Regions from separate parts of the Sus scrofa genome. Here region 1 is linked to region 2. Evidence: chromatin contacts called from public HiChIP or PLAC-seq data. All regions are on one chromosome and are shown on one strand. The core of a region is the stretch at or near the end of the contact, and the rest is flanking DNA. Distances in the headings are between cores, read along the strand shown. Region 1 holds the start of C15H2orf88 (small membrane A-kinase anchor protein). Region 2 holds the start of ORMDL1 (ORM1-like protein 1).

Region 1 (7,221 bases), core at 437-2,936, 250 kb after region 2:
TGGAGGAACATCCACTTAGAATTCTTTGGGAATCTGAGTAGTTACACTTACTGAGCAGCTGTACCAATCAGTCTGGAAGAAGGAACCCTTCCCCCAGGCCTGAATTACCTGGGGACGAGACACACTGAGCAACTAACTGAGCCTCGGGAATTAGTAGAAAATATAGTACATCTGTTATGTTTTGGCCTGGGATAGCTTTTTTAAAGGAACCAAACTAGAAGGCACTTAGCACCAGAATTTAAATGTTGCATTCAGGCTATCTCAAAACTTAGAAAACATTGTTAAGGCCATGCTGTCATTGTAAGCAGAAGCATTTAGAAACAGCTTTCCTTTTGGTTTTCCAAGATTGTTTATAAATAAGGCAAATCTACTCTAGGATTATCTGATAGCATAGTTTTCAAGAAAAATTATTTGTTGCATTATAGCCTAATTACTTAATAAGAAGAATAATATTTTGAAACTGTTTTGAGTCTAGTTTAAAGTGGGTAAAGCACTGTATAAAGCAAAATCACAGACACATGGCACAAAAATCTTTCTTGTCATGCCTTCTCTGTTAAGGTGCCTGTCTCCCTTTCCTTGTGTATACTTTTGAACTGATTGTAATAGGAATGGTATGAAATATATTGTCCTTCATAAGCAATGTGGATACTACAGGTAATAGTTCTTTCTCCCTCCTATGAAAAAGAAAATAATATTGTAGAGCTTATTAAGCATGTGCCTGCCTGGAAATATTCAGACAGGGTACTCTCAACAATAGTACCATGGTCAAGGTATAAGCAGGACTTTGTGAGCCATAACCTACTTGATAAAATGTTTATTTCTTGGCATTTTCTGATAATTAGCTCATAATTACCATTATGCTATGTTTACTTCATCATTGCTCTTACCAAAACATTAAATTTTTTAAAAATATTTTTTATACTTTCCAGTGTAATAGCTTTCAAAATTAGACATTTTAATTTGTGAAGAACATAGAAACACTGTGAGAAATCGTTCTGAATAACAGAAGTCATTCTAGGGGTGCAGCAAATGCCCCAATGGGGCTCAATATCTGCAAATTTACATCTTCCCTTCTTTATCATTAGTGAAAAAAACCTGTTATTACAAATGCCTATTTCAGACAACCAACCTTTTTTTCCACATTGCTTGTAGAAACTCCCAATCCTTGCCTTGGTGGCATTAAGCTGTGAAAGCATAAGCATGTTATATTTGTCTTATTAAACTATATAACAATGCTATGCAAGCATTTTATTTTTTATTTTCAGCTGTTTAGCTAAGGAAAACAATAATACAGCAGCTTTCAGTCTCATTAGTTTATTTCTCATGAAATCTTGAAAAAAGAAACTCTTTTCCCTCCTACTTACGTACAAGCCAACAGCTTGTTAAAAGAGCCTGAAAATAGATCTGTTTCTCATAAACACTGGAACAACAGTCAGCAGAATTGTTGATATACACTAATAGGACTACTTACACTCTGTAGGCATGGTAATGATCGTTTCCGTCGTAGCGTGATAATCATCATCTTCCAAGGAGCCATCACTGCTGTCATCTCTCTGGACATCGTACTGATCAATCAGTTCCCGGAGTGGAGGAGCTTTGGGCAAAAGTTGTCTTATAGCATCTTTGCTAATGTTAGGAGCTGTTTCCAGGCGAAGTTTACTGAGGATTTGAATTTTTATGGCTTCTAGTCTTGAAGATTTAGTGTTTTGTCTCCACATACATGCATTACACAGCCCCTCTTTTTCCACATTTTCCTTTTGCTCGCTGTTCTCATTCAGATCCACGGGACCAGCAACAATCAGCATAAACAGGTAAATATAAACATAGATTTGCAGTTTTTGCATGATTTTAAAATCAATACAATCTTTCTCCTTGTTCTTATTTCTTCCTTTTACTTTTGCTTTTGAGTAACGCCAAGCAAAATTTTAATGCCTGCACTGTCTGAGAGACAACTTGCCACACCAGTGAATCTTTTATACTGTATTCCAAGTGGCTTTTTATATTCCACTTGATGAGACAAGTGTCGTCAGGATCTATGATTGGCTCTTGCTCCACAATGAATCTCGCTGTCAGAGGTTAAAACCCTGTCTGTCACAAGTCACCAAACAGTATTTTGTTACAGTCAAGGGTGAGCTGATTCATTTGACTACTTCATAAAAGAAATAAATCTACAAATAATGAAAGATATATGTGACATTTGAAAAATTAAAATCTATGTTAACAATAATATAAACTGCACTTAAATATTATTAATCTTTATTAGTGAAACTTTAAAATTGTAATTTAAATAAGTAATTCTTTTACACTTCATACTTAAAAAGTTGAAATGTCTTTTTCCTCAAAAAAATAAAATGATTTTACATTATTTAGACAAACATTTGAGGAAAAAAGAATTTTATTTGCTGTTTTAAATTATTTTTAGTCCTGTGTAATCAGAGAAATACAGATTTAAATTAGGAAGACCTGAATTAAAATTTAAGATTGTGATACTAGTAAAATATATTCAGCTATAATTTGAGAAACTTGTTTTCCTGACTAAATTTCTAGTACATAATGAAAATCATACTTATTCTGTTATATTACACATGGAATTATTTTTAAATAATATCTTTTATTCACGTGAAAATCGTGCTCAGTTTTCAACTGATTTTCTCCTATCCTAAAGTTGCAGATTAATATTGCTCAGAAGATGTGTTTTTTCATTGTTTATTACCAAGAGGATAATGTCAGCTATCTGAGCTTAGAATAAGCTTAGAATAACTTAGAATAGAAAGATAATGAATTTTATGACTGATAATGCAGTTTGCCTCAGATTTCCAGTGGTGAAAGTAAAAAATGTAGTATCTATTCTCTGTAAATTATGCCCAAGTATTGTAAACACATAAAAGAGAAGGAGCACCATAATAAAGGGTGCCCATTTTTCTGTTTCCCAATTCTGTGCTAGGTTTGCACCCCTTTGCCAGTTTCTCATTTGACCAGAGGGCAGACACCTGGCAGGGATTTGGGGTAAGGTCTGGGAGCAGAGAATAGAGCTTTTTGTTCTCTAAATTTAAGTGGCCTCTGTAGAGCTCAAACTCTCAACCTTAGCTTTAGGAGCCACAAGATCTAATCAAATGAACTATTAAAGAGCTAAACAAACATAGCCAGTGAGAAACAGAAGCTGTTTCCAGGCCACAGGAGATTTATTCTTCCTACTCCTTTTGGGGAAGCTAAGGACTCCTAAGAGAGTTAATCCATTACTTTTTTTTTTTTCCAAGAGAATGCAGTGGTTCATATCAAATATTTATTTTTTAGGTCACTACTTTTGCACATTGTACACTCATTTACTGCCTCAGTGCACTAAAATGCAACTCAGTAGCCTGAAAAGTTAATGCATTTTCATCAAATTCTTAGGAGGTATCTACATCTCTTGAGAAAAATGGCCTTACATAATGCATTAGACTTGCTCATCATTAAAGATTAAGGAAAAACAGACACAAACCAGATGCCCTGAAGGATTTCAGAAATTCTTTGTTGTGGAGCAATATTAGATCAGGCTTATAAAGGGTTTTTTTGGTAAATTTATTTTTCAACATATAAATCTTTGTAATATTATAATAATCATAACATATGCTCCTATACACTTCTGAGTAAATCAGATATTTTTTTTTTTAAACTTGAATAGAATTGCAAAGCTGTTGGGAAATAGGCTTTGGAGTCAGATAGACCTGAGTTCAAATCTCAACTTTGCCACTTCTAACAGTGTAATAATGGATGAGATACTTAGCTTCTCTAACCTTCAGTTTTGGGGGATGTAATTCAATAATGCATGTAAATTGCTGAGTATAGTGCCTGTCACATAGTAAGTGATTGATAACTAGTACTTGAATGTTTGGTCTTTGTTTCATGCAGAGGGGTTTGAGATAATGCTTAAGTTTATCCTCCACATGAACTAGAACTGCTTCAGGTTGTAGCTGCCAATTATCAGTTCACATAGGCTAGCTCTCTAGGCCTCTGAGGCAAGTGAAATATTCCAAGACAACCCTATCACAAGCCACATTTCAGCTCTTTATTCTTAGTACCTGGAGTAAAGGAAACAAAGCTGTCATTTCCGTACAGCTAATGCTCGTTATTCATGGATTCCCTGTATGCAAATTTGTCTACTTGCTGAAATTTATTTTTAACTCCAGAATCAATACTCATGGCACTTTGATAGTCATTCAAATGCCTGTACAAAACAGCAAAAATCTTGAGGACACAGGGTCCCAGTTGAGGTCAAACAAGGCAATTCTCTGCCTTGTTTCAGCTCTCAGATTTAAGCAAGTGCCCTCTTTGCAATCTGTATAGTACCATGTTTTTCACATTTTTACTTGTTTTTTTAGGGGATGATTCTGCTGTTTAAAATGGTCCCAAAGCATAGTGCTGTGCTCCTACATACAGGAAGGCTGTGATGGAAAGGAGAATGGTGGTTACCAGGTGCTGGAGGAGAGGTGGGGTGGGATGGGGGAAACCTACTGTTCAATAGATACAAAATTTTCAATTTGGGAAGGTCAAAAAGTTCTGGAGATGGATATTGATCATGATTGCACAACAATATAAATGTATTTAATGCCACTGAACTGTACACTGAACTGTCTTATGTATATTTTACCACAATTTAAAAAAAAGAAGGTTGTGCTATGACTTAGGGAAAATAATTTCCTTAATGGAAAAATATGTGTATTATGTAAGCATAATTCAGGCTTGAGTTATAGTGTGTTTGCCTATGAATACAATGTTAATAAATCAATAATATATATTAAATAAATATTTTAAAACAGAAATGAACATAAAACAAGGTTATATATTGATTGGTTGGTGAAAATGTGACCAGAGGCTGATAGGAACCTAACTTTGTACTTCCCCTAGGAGCAATGGCTCAGTGATCCATCATTCATTCAGTGTTGGCAGTGATTTGATAGAACACAACTGCTATGAATAATGAGAATCAACTGAGTCTAATCAACTGTGCTCAAGGTCAGTATTGAATGAGTTAATAGGTACTCAAGAAGTTTTGAGAACCTATATTCCTTCTCCAGTGTCAGTGACTGCAATCTTTCCAAAGCCCCAGAGAAGGAAGGTTCACCAGCCATAGGAACCATCACTGTGGTGTGACTGATGGGGGCCTAGCCTTGGCTGCATTCATGAAGAATGGACTGTGTCATCAGAATGAGTGAGTAGAGAATCCCTTCTAGTTAATTGGGAGGGTGTGGTCCACCAGCTTGTTGGCTTTGTCTTAGGTGTTCCGTATTTGAAAGCAGTTTCTCACATGAGTCAATTTAGGTGGCCAGTGCAGCTCTTTCACAAGACTTATCTTTTTCCTTCCCCCTGTTCTTTATAGTGGATGAGGGCCTTATATTTCTATAACCGAAGGGAGCAAGGAACTTCTCTCACTTCTCTTACAAATGCCAGGGGGGTGTTTCAAAACAACTTTGAAAATATAAAGCATATTTCCCAGGGAGTTCTCTTGTGGCATAGCCAGTGTTGACAACTGCAGTGGCTCTGGTCACTGCTATAGTGCGGATTCAATCCCTGGCCCAGGAACTCCCACATGCCATGGGTGTGGCCAAAAAAAAAAGTGTATTTCCCAGAAAAACATTTATGGTTTTACTCTACAGTCTGGGAATTACTAAGTGCATTAACATAAAGGCTTGTCAGAAGTTTAATGATGTGGCCAAAGAAAGGAGGATTAGACTATTAGAATAAGGATAAATCATGAAAAATTCAACTTGTTGTGAGAAAAACCCAGAAAATTATATTTTATCTAATCATTTTTGCCATTTTCTTGTTTTTTTGTCTTTTCAAACTCCACTCTTTTTAAATTGAAGTATATTTGATTTACAATGTTTGTTAATTTCTGCTGTACAGCAAGGTGATTCAGTTCTACATATATATTGTTTTTTAATATTCTTTTCCATTTTGGTTTAGCATAGGACATTGAGTATAGTTCTCTGTGCTATACCTTGCTGTTTATCCCCTCCGTGGGTAATAGCCTCTGCTAACCCCAGCCTCCCACTCCACGCTTCCCCAAATCCCCTCCCCAGCGGCAACCACAAGTCTATTCTCCTTGCCCATGAGTCTTTTCCTGTTTTGTGGATGGGTTCATTTGTGTCATATTTTAGTTTCCATATATAAATGATACGATATGGTATTTGTCTTTCTTTTTCTGACTTACCTCACTTAGTATGAGAATCTCTAGATGCGTCCATGTTACTGGGAGCCCATTTCTTCTAATGACACCTCTTTGGTGTTACACTGTTCTGATTATGCTTAAGGCCAGAAAAAAAAAAAAAAACAAAACTAAATAGTGTTCAACTCACGTAACAGTTTGAGAAGGTAGTCATCCCACATTGGCAATATCTCATTATCCATACTTTCAATAGATTACAGAATAAAAATTAACAAAAACAAAGAGATCCTTAAGCCAGGGAAAAATAGTATAGGAATAGAAGACAGGAGTTCTGAAATTTAGTTCTGGGTTTGTTGCTGACATTTTATGTAACCTTGAATGAGTCAGTTGACAAAGTCTTTGTTTTGGAATGCAGGTATGTATGTATGTATAATGGACCTGTGAACAGCACGTTTAACCTGCATGGGTCCTCTTATTTGCACATTTTTTGCTAAGCATATACTACAGTACTATACCATCTGCAGTCACTTGACTCCTCCAATGCAGAACCTTGGATACAGAGGGATGACTGTAAAATTATATGCGGATTCTCAACTTGGAGGACAGTTGGTACTCCTAACCCCTGTCCTGTTTGAGTGTCAACTGTATTAATTCATATATTATTTTATGAAGTATTCTAATGCCTACTATGTCCCTGGCACTGTGCTAGATTCTGAGGAGAAAACAGTGAGCCAAACAGAAACAGTGACTATCTTCATGAAACCTATAGTCTAGTTTTTTCACGTGAAATAGGAAATTTGATATGTGCTCTTTTGCTTGAGACATACTCCTAAAGCAGCAGTTCTCAAATTTTTTGGCCTCAGGATTCTTTTGCTGTGAAAAGTTATTTAGGGAGTTCCCATCATGGTTCAGTGGTTAATGAAGCTGACTAGGAACCATGAGGTTGCAGGTTTGATCCCTGGCCTTGCTCAGTGGGTTAAGGATCCGGCGTTGTCGTGAGCTGTAGTGTAGGTTGCAGACGCAGCTCGGATCCCGCGTTGCTGTGGCTCTGGCGTAGGCTGGCAGCTATAGCT
Region 2 (6,668 bases), core at 1,377-3,876:
GGAAGCAAGTTTTATTCCTGGCCTAGCTCAGTGGATTAAGGATCTGGCTGTAGCAAGCTGCAGCATAGGTTGGAGATGCAGCTCGGATCTGGTGTTGCTATGGATGTAGTGTAAGCCTCAGCTGCAGCTCTGATTCGACCCCTAGCCTAGGAACGTCCATATGCCACAGGAGTGGGCTATAAAAAGAAAAAAATAAATATATTTAAATAAAAATGTACCATCTTAAGCATTTTTAAGTGTGCAGTTCAATGGTATTAAAAACATCCACATTTTTATGCAACCATCCACCTCCAGAACTTTTTTCATCTTACAAAACTGTATCCATTAAATAACTGCCTGTTCCATCCACACAGTCCCTGAAAAAACTACTAAACCTTAAGGTTTTAAGTGCTTAGTATAAAGTGAAATTCTTACCAGATTATGTATAACATTTGTTAAGGTCCAAGCAACAGGAACACTGAAGAAGGGAATGCTAAGTAAAACGATATGAAGCAAGCCAACTCCCAATGCATATGTCAGCCACATACCCCGGCTGTTCATTACCCGGGTATTTGGATTTACCTCGCTGTGGGCAACTCCAACATTCATATTTGCTCTGCAGGAAAGCAATGAGATGAATCAACACTGATATATAATTGTAAATCTGAACACTCCTAATTCTGACCTGACAAAATACGTGTTACTGACATTATTTTTTCTCTTTATTGTTCTGAACTAGAACAAACAGATGTACAAAATATGCTACTTGGAGATGCTGACGAATAACTCTAAATATTTGACTTTAAGGTAAGACAAAATTTATTTTTAAAGTTCTTGTTGAAAAAAATAAACAGTTAAAATCCCTTTCCTAAAACTCATCTCCTAGCATGTTGGTTTTACTAAATGAAATAATGGGTAGGAAAACTCAAACTGAAGATAAGACCTATATTTTCTTATATCATGAGAGCAAAGTGAAAGGAAGTAAATTTACCAGCAGAATACACTAATATAAAAAAAACTGAATACACTAATATAAAAAAAAGCTGACCCAACCAGTCTGAATAGCCAGACACTCACATCTAATATAATACTATATTCATAAAGAGTAGCCAGAGATCAAATCACTCCTTTATGAATACTGAGAAGGATGAGGAGGAAATTTTACAGGGTCAAGGGGTAAGGTTTGTTTCTCAATCTCGTGACAGAATTAGGTTAAAACAAGTATTCCACATATTTTAACTCTGTTAATTTCTCTAAAACTCTGGTTTTCTTTCTTTCACGAATTGTTTTTATTCTACACATTTTAATTATAGTTAATTTTTCTAAAGCTTTGGTTTTCTTTTCTTCCTTCCTTTCCCCCCTCCCTCCTTCCCTTCTTTCTGAGATTTGGGGACAAGGGGAAGCAGAGCTACATTATACTTGGAACAGCGCTGATTTAAAAATATATAAACTCTTTTCAGAGTTCCAGTAGTGGTGCAGCAGAAACAAACTGGACTAGGAACCATGAGGTTGCCGGTTCGATCCCTGGCTTCGCTCAGTGGGTTAAGGATTCAGCGTTGCCCTGAGCTGTGGTGTAGGTCAGAGACACGGCTGGGATCCTGCCTTGCTGTGGTGTAGGCAGGCAACTGTAGCTCTGATTGGGCCCCTAGCCAGGGAACCTCCATATGCCGCGGGTGCAGCCCTAAAAAGAAAAAAAAAAAAGTACATAAACTCTTTTCTATTACGTAATTAGCAGTGGGAGAGGAATTTCTCATAACTCCATCCAACAAGCATTTCTGAAGAGTTCATTGTCCATTTCTCCCTCCAAAAACATATAGGCTTACGGTAATGAAAGTTGGTTATGCTAAAACGAAACAAAAAAAGTCTCAATTTAAATGTGTAAACATTGGTTCTAATCTAAATATCCATCGTGTATCATAGCTTACTTTTATATGCTGTGAGTTCTACTTAGAAAATGTCGCCACTCAAAATGCTTTTCCCACTTTAAACAGGATAGCACTAAAAAAAAGATGCTCGAAAGAGGCTTAAAATTTAGATTTGAGCTGGAAGGCAAAAACTGACCCAACCCTATCCCAGAAAACCTTTTCTGGGAGTCTGCCGCGCCACTTCAGGACTAACAATGACTTCACAGAGTAAAGAAGACCTATAGGTGTCTGAAGACCAGGGACCCGCAGCGACCCCTTTGAGGAGCCTCCCGCCCGCCCGCCCGCCCGCCAGTCTCAAGCAGCCCTCCACCGGCGGCTGGAGCCCCCGGCCGGTGGAAGTTCAGCAAAAGCGGCTGCTGCTACTGCCACAGCGCCCCACCCCCGCCCCTTTCTTCTCCGAGCGGCACATCCAGTCAGGGCCCGGACCGGGACTGGGGGGCAACCCTGGAAGCCACTTGGTCCGCACAGCCACACAGGGTGCCGCGAACGAAGCCGGAGTCCACTTTTTTCCTTAAAGCCGACCCAGGCGCGCCAGCAGCTCCCAGTGCCACAGGCAGCAGCACAGCCTCGGCGGCCGTTCATTCCCACTCACCCGCCGCACTCTTGGGCGGCCGGCTCAGAGACGTAAGAAGTCCGCGGCAGCGGCGGCGTCTCCTCCGGCCGAATGCTTGTGGTCAGCCTCCGCGCAGCGGCGCGTGGGGCGGCGCAGCTTGCGAAAGCTTTCAGAACAGAACGCGCTGCCACCGGATTGGTTGAGGGCGGTGCCACTCCCACGTTCGCCCGGCAGGGCGGGACTAAAGGCACGGCGCTTGGAGCCCGCCACGCCGCGCGCCCGCTGGGGCTGAGTCGTAGAACCGCGGGGCCGGGGCTGGGCTCCTGCTGGGACGGTGCCAGGACCGCTCTTGGATTGTTAATTGCCCACCTTGAACGAGTAAGAAGGTAGTGTGGTGTGGCTAAGGGGCATCCAATCTTATATGGTCGTAGGCGCGAGAGCCTCCTACCCTCAACTTGTCCCGGTCGGGGCGAGAGCGCTGGCGGCAGCCATGGGTGACCCCTCCTCCCCTCAAGGGGCGGGAAGCGGATGAAGACGGGACCGCGGGCGCGCACACGTGGAAAGCGGTTTCCGTTCAGGTGTGGGCCCCTTAGTGCTTGGTTTGGCATTTCTTGACTAAATCGTGTTTAGGCCTTTGTTGCAGCCCATTCCACAGATCCCTCTGGCAGTAGGTCTCAAAGTTGTTTGCCAGGCAGAAACTTTACTCCCTCAAAGCCATAACAGCCTGTCTTATGAGTGAGTGTGACGTTTTTATAATGTTGTATGTTGTGGCATCATGCAAGTGGGGAAAGCAAACTTTTCAGTTAAGCATAATTTTTACTGGTGTTCTGGGTCTGTCTACATGCTGAACACAGGTCCTTGTTGTATATGCTGAGGAAATGTGGGTACCAAGAATTGATCCTTTTCGAGAATGGGGAGGAAAAAAAATCAGATTATTTGGCATCATGTTTGAAATCTAATTTTATTACCTTGTCAGTACAGCTTTCAACAACATCTCAAAATTGTTGTCAGACAATGTTGACTGTATATATCTTGCTTTTTTTTTTTTTTTTTTTGTCTTTTTCTAGGGTCGCTCCCACGGCATGTGGAGGTTCCCAGGCTAGGGGTCTCATTGGAACTGTAGCTGCCGGCCTCCGCCACAGCCCCAGCAACGCGGGGTCCCTTCCTCGCCTGCAACCCACACCACAGCTCGGGGCAACGCCGGATTCTTAACCCACTGAACAAGGCCAGGGATCGCACCGGCAACCCTGTGGTTCCTAGTGGGATTGGTTAACCGCCGAGCCAACACAGGAACTCCTATCGGTTCTGTGAAACCGATTGGGTTAGATTTATTATGTTCTTTAAATAAATTGTTTCATTATATTCTACTTAAAGTCTATGACTCTGATCTCTACTTCTTTTTAGGTTCACTGTTCTTAACTGATTTTCCTGATCATCAACACTCTTTCAGCAAATATGGAAGATTGATTCCTGACATTCTTAAACATTCTGTGCTGTGACTCCTAAGCCTTCCGCTTTTCAAAATATACCATTTGATACACATACAGTAGAATGCTTGTTATGTTCCAGAGGTCATGCTAGAGATATGAGATTAATATAAAATCTCTATCTTGTGAGAACTCTCAGCCAGGAAGAAGGGATGGAAAAACAATAGTCAGAATAACTTGTGATGAATTTGGGGTTAGAAATAAGGAAAAGATGCTAAGGGAGTACAGAGGAAGGAGTGCCTAACTTGTTGAGGGCAGAGGTTGGAGCAGATAAGAAAGGCTTTCTTGAGGAGGTGAACTAAATATGGGACTGAATTTCATTGAACTAAATCTGGAAGGATGATTAGAAATCATCAGTAGAGAAAGGGAACCTTGTGAGCCAAGAAAGGGGTGAGTGCCCCCACATTAAGAGAGACAATGACTGGCCCAGTGTGCATTTGGAGAATAGTGGGACGAGGTTGGAAATTGTTGAGAAGTTTAGATTTAACCTGGTTAGCAGTTGGAAATCTTTAGAAATTTATTTTATTTTTATTTTCTCACTGTACAGCAAGAGGATCAAGTTATCCTTACATGTATACATTACAATTACATTTTTTTCCCTTACCCTTTGTTCTGTTGCAACATGAGTATCTAGACAAAGTTCTCAATGCTACTCAGCAGGATCTCCTTGTATATCTATTCTAAGTTGTGTCTGATAAGCCCAAGCTCCCAATCCCTCCCACTCCCTCCCCCTCCCATCAGGCAGCCACAAGTCTCTTCTCCAAGTCCATGATTTTCTTTTCTGAGGAGATGTTCATTTGTGCTGGATATTAGATTCCAGTTATAAGTGATATCATATGGTATTTGTCTTTGTCTTTCTGACTCATTTTACTCAGGATGAGATTCTCTAGTTCCACCCATGTTGCTGCAAATGGCATTATGGCATTCTTTTTTATGGCTGAGTAGTAGTCCATTGTGTATATATACCACATCTTCCGAATCCAATCATCTGTCGATGGACATTTGGGTTGTTTCCATGTCCTGGCTATTGTGAATAGTGCTGCAATGAACATGCGGGTGTATGTGTCTCTTTTAAGTAGAGTTTTGTCCGGATAGATGCCCAAGAGTGGGATTGCGGAGTCATATGGAAGTTCTTTGTATAGATTTCTAAGGTATCTCCAAACTGTTCTCCATAGTGGCTGTACCAGTTTACATTCCCACCAACAGTGCAGGAGGGTTCCCTTTTCTCCACAGCCCCTCCAGCACTTGTTATTTGTGGATTTATTAATGATGGCCAATCTGACTGGTGGTATCTCATGGTAGTTTTGATTTGCATTTCTCTTATAATCAGTGATGTTGAGCATTTTTTCATGTGTTTGTTGGCCATCTGTATATCTTCCTTGGAGAAATGTCTATTCAGGTCTTTTGCCCATTTTTCCATTGATTGATTGGCTTTTTTGCTGTTGGGTTGTATAAGTTGTTTATATATTCTAGAGATTAAGCCCTTGTCGGTTGCATCATTTGAAACTATTTTCTCCCATTCTGTAAGTTGTCTTTTTGTTTTCTTTTGGGTTTCCTTTGCTGTGCAAAAGCTTTTCAGTTTGATGAGGTCCCATGGGTTTATTTTTGCTCTAATTTCTATTGCTTTGAGGGACTGACCTGAGAAAATATTCATGATGTTGATGTCAGAGTGTTTTGCCTATGTTTTCTTCTAGGAGTTTGATGGTGTTCTGTCGTATATTTAAGTCTTTCAGCCATTTGGAGTTTATTTTTGTGCATGGTGTGAGGGTGTGTTCTAGTTTCATTGCTTTGCATGCAGCTGTCCAGGTTTCCCAGCAATGCTTGCTGAATAGACTTTCTTTTTCCCATTTGATGTTCTTGCCTCCTTGTCAAAGATTAATTGACCATAGGTGTCAGGGTTTATTTCCGGGTTCTCTCTTCTGTTCCATTGGTCTGTCTGTCTGTTTTGATACCAGTACCACACTGTTTTGATGACTGTGGCTTTGTAGTATTTCTTGAAGTCTGGGAGAGTTATGCCTCCTGCTTGGTTTTTGTTTCTCAGGGTTGCTTTGGCGATTCTGGGTCTTTTGTGGTTCTATATAAATTTTTGGATTGTTTGTTGTAGTTCTGTGAAAAATGTCATGGGTCATTTGATAGGGATTGCATTGAATCTGTAGATTGCTTTGGGTAGGATGGCCATTTTTACAATACTGGAAATCTTTAGAAATTTCAATTAGAATAGCAACATGATGAAATTTAAATTATAGAAAGAACCATATAGGTGATTGGGAATCCAGGCACCATATCAATTAGCTGGTTATTGCAGAGACAGGGAGAAAATGTTGAGTGGCTGAACAGAGGCAGTAGCCAGATAGAGAGAGAAAAGGCCTAGTTCAAGAAATATTTAGGTAGAATAGAGGACTGGGTGGCAGGATAGAGAGAGTGGGGAGGATTTCTAGGATAACTCAAGGTTTCTGATTTTGCCTTGTGAGACTGGATGAGCATAGCTTTTGGAGTCAAATATGTCAAGACATTCAGGTATGTATCTGTTGCTTAATAGTTGTGTGATCTCAGAGTTCCAGTTGTGGCGCAGCAGAAATGAACCTGGCTAGTATCCATGAGGATGCTGGTTCAATCTCCGGCCTCGCTCAGTGGGTTGGGGATCCTGCATTGCCGTGCACTGTGGTACGGGCTGACAGTTGTAGCTCCTATTGCACCCCCTAGCCTAGGAGCATCCATATGCCA

Evidence for each region. HiChIP or PLAC-seq counts read pairs in DNA pulled down with a chosen protein or histone mark.
Region 1: a contact with region 2 is called in an H3K27ac HiChIP or PLAC-seq map of skeletal muscle, with 3 times the contacts expected there. The contact joins the promoter of C15H2orf88 here to the promoter of ORMDL1 in region 2. A contact is called at or near these places in 2 of 5 promoter capture datasets (fetal skeletal muscle and liver), 1 of 47 Hi-C or Micro-C datasets (skeletal muscle) and 1 of 2 datasets of contacts at active chromatin or transcription factors (skeletal muscle).

The regions. Positions count from the first base shown.
Region 1 is chr15:94,626,597-94,633,817 of Sscrofa11.1, forward strand. C15H2orf88 (small membrane A-kinase anchor protein) reads left to right here and starts at 1,687. Exons shown (of 8, transcript XM_021076261.1): 1 at 1,687-1,811; 2 at 4,362-4,455; 3 at 4,888-4,995; 4 at 5,084-5,191. MSTN (myostatin) reads right to left here and starts at 1,844. Exons shown (of 3, transcript NM_214435.2): 1 at 1,472-1,844. The coding sequence starts at 1,844.
Region 2 is chr15:94,374,705-94,381,372 of Sscrofa11.1, forward strand. It overlaps ORMDL1 (ORM1-like protein 1), which reads right to left and starts at 2,627. Exons shown (of 4, transcript XM_001926349.6): 1 at 2,497-2,627; 2 at 415-595. The coding sequence starts at 588. It overlaps PMS1 (PMS1 protein homolog 1), which reads left to right. Exons shown (of 14, transcript XM_021075394.1): 2 at 719-786.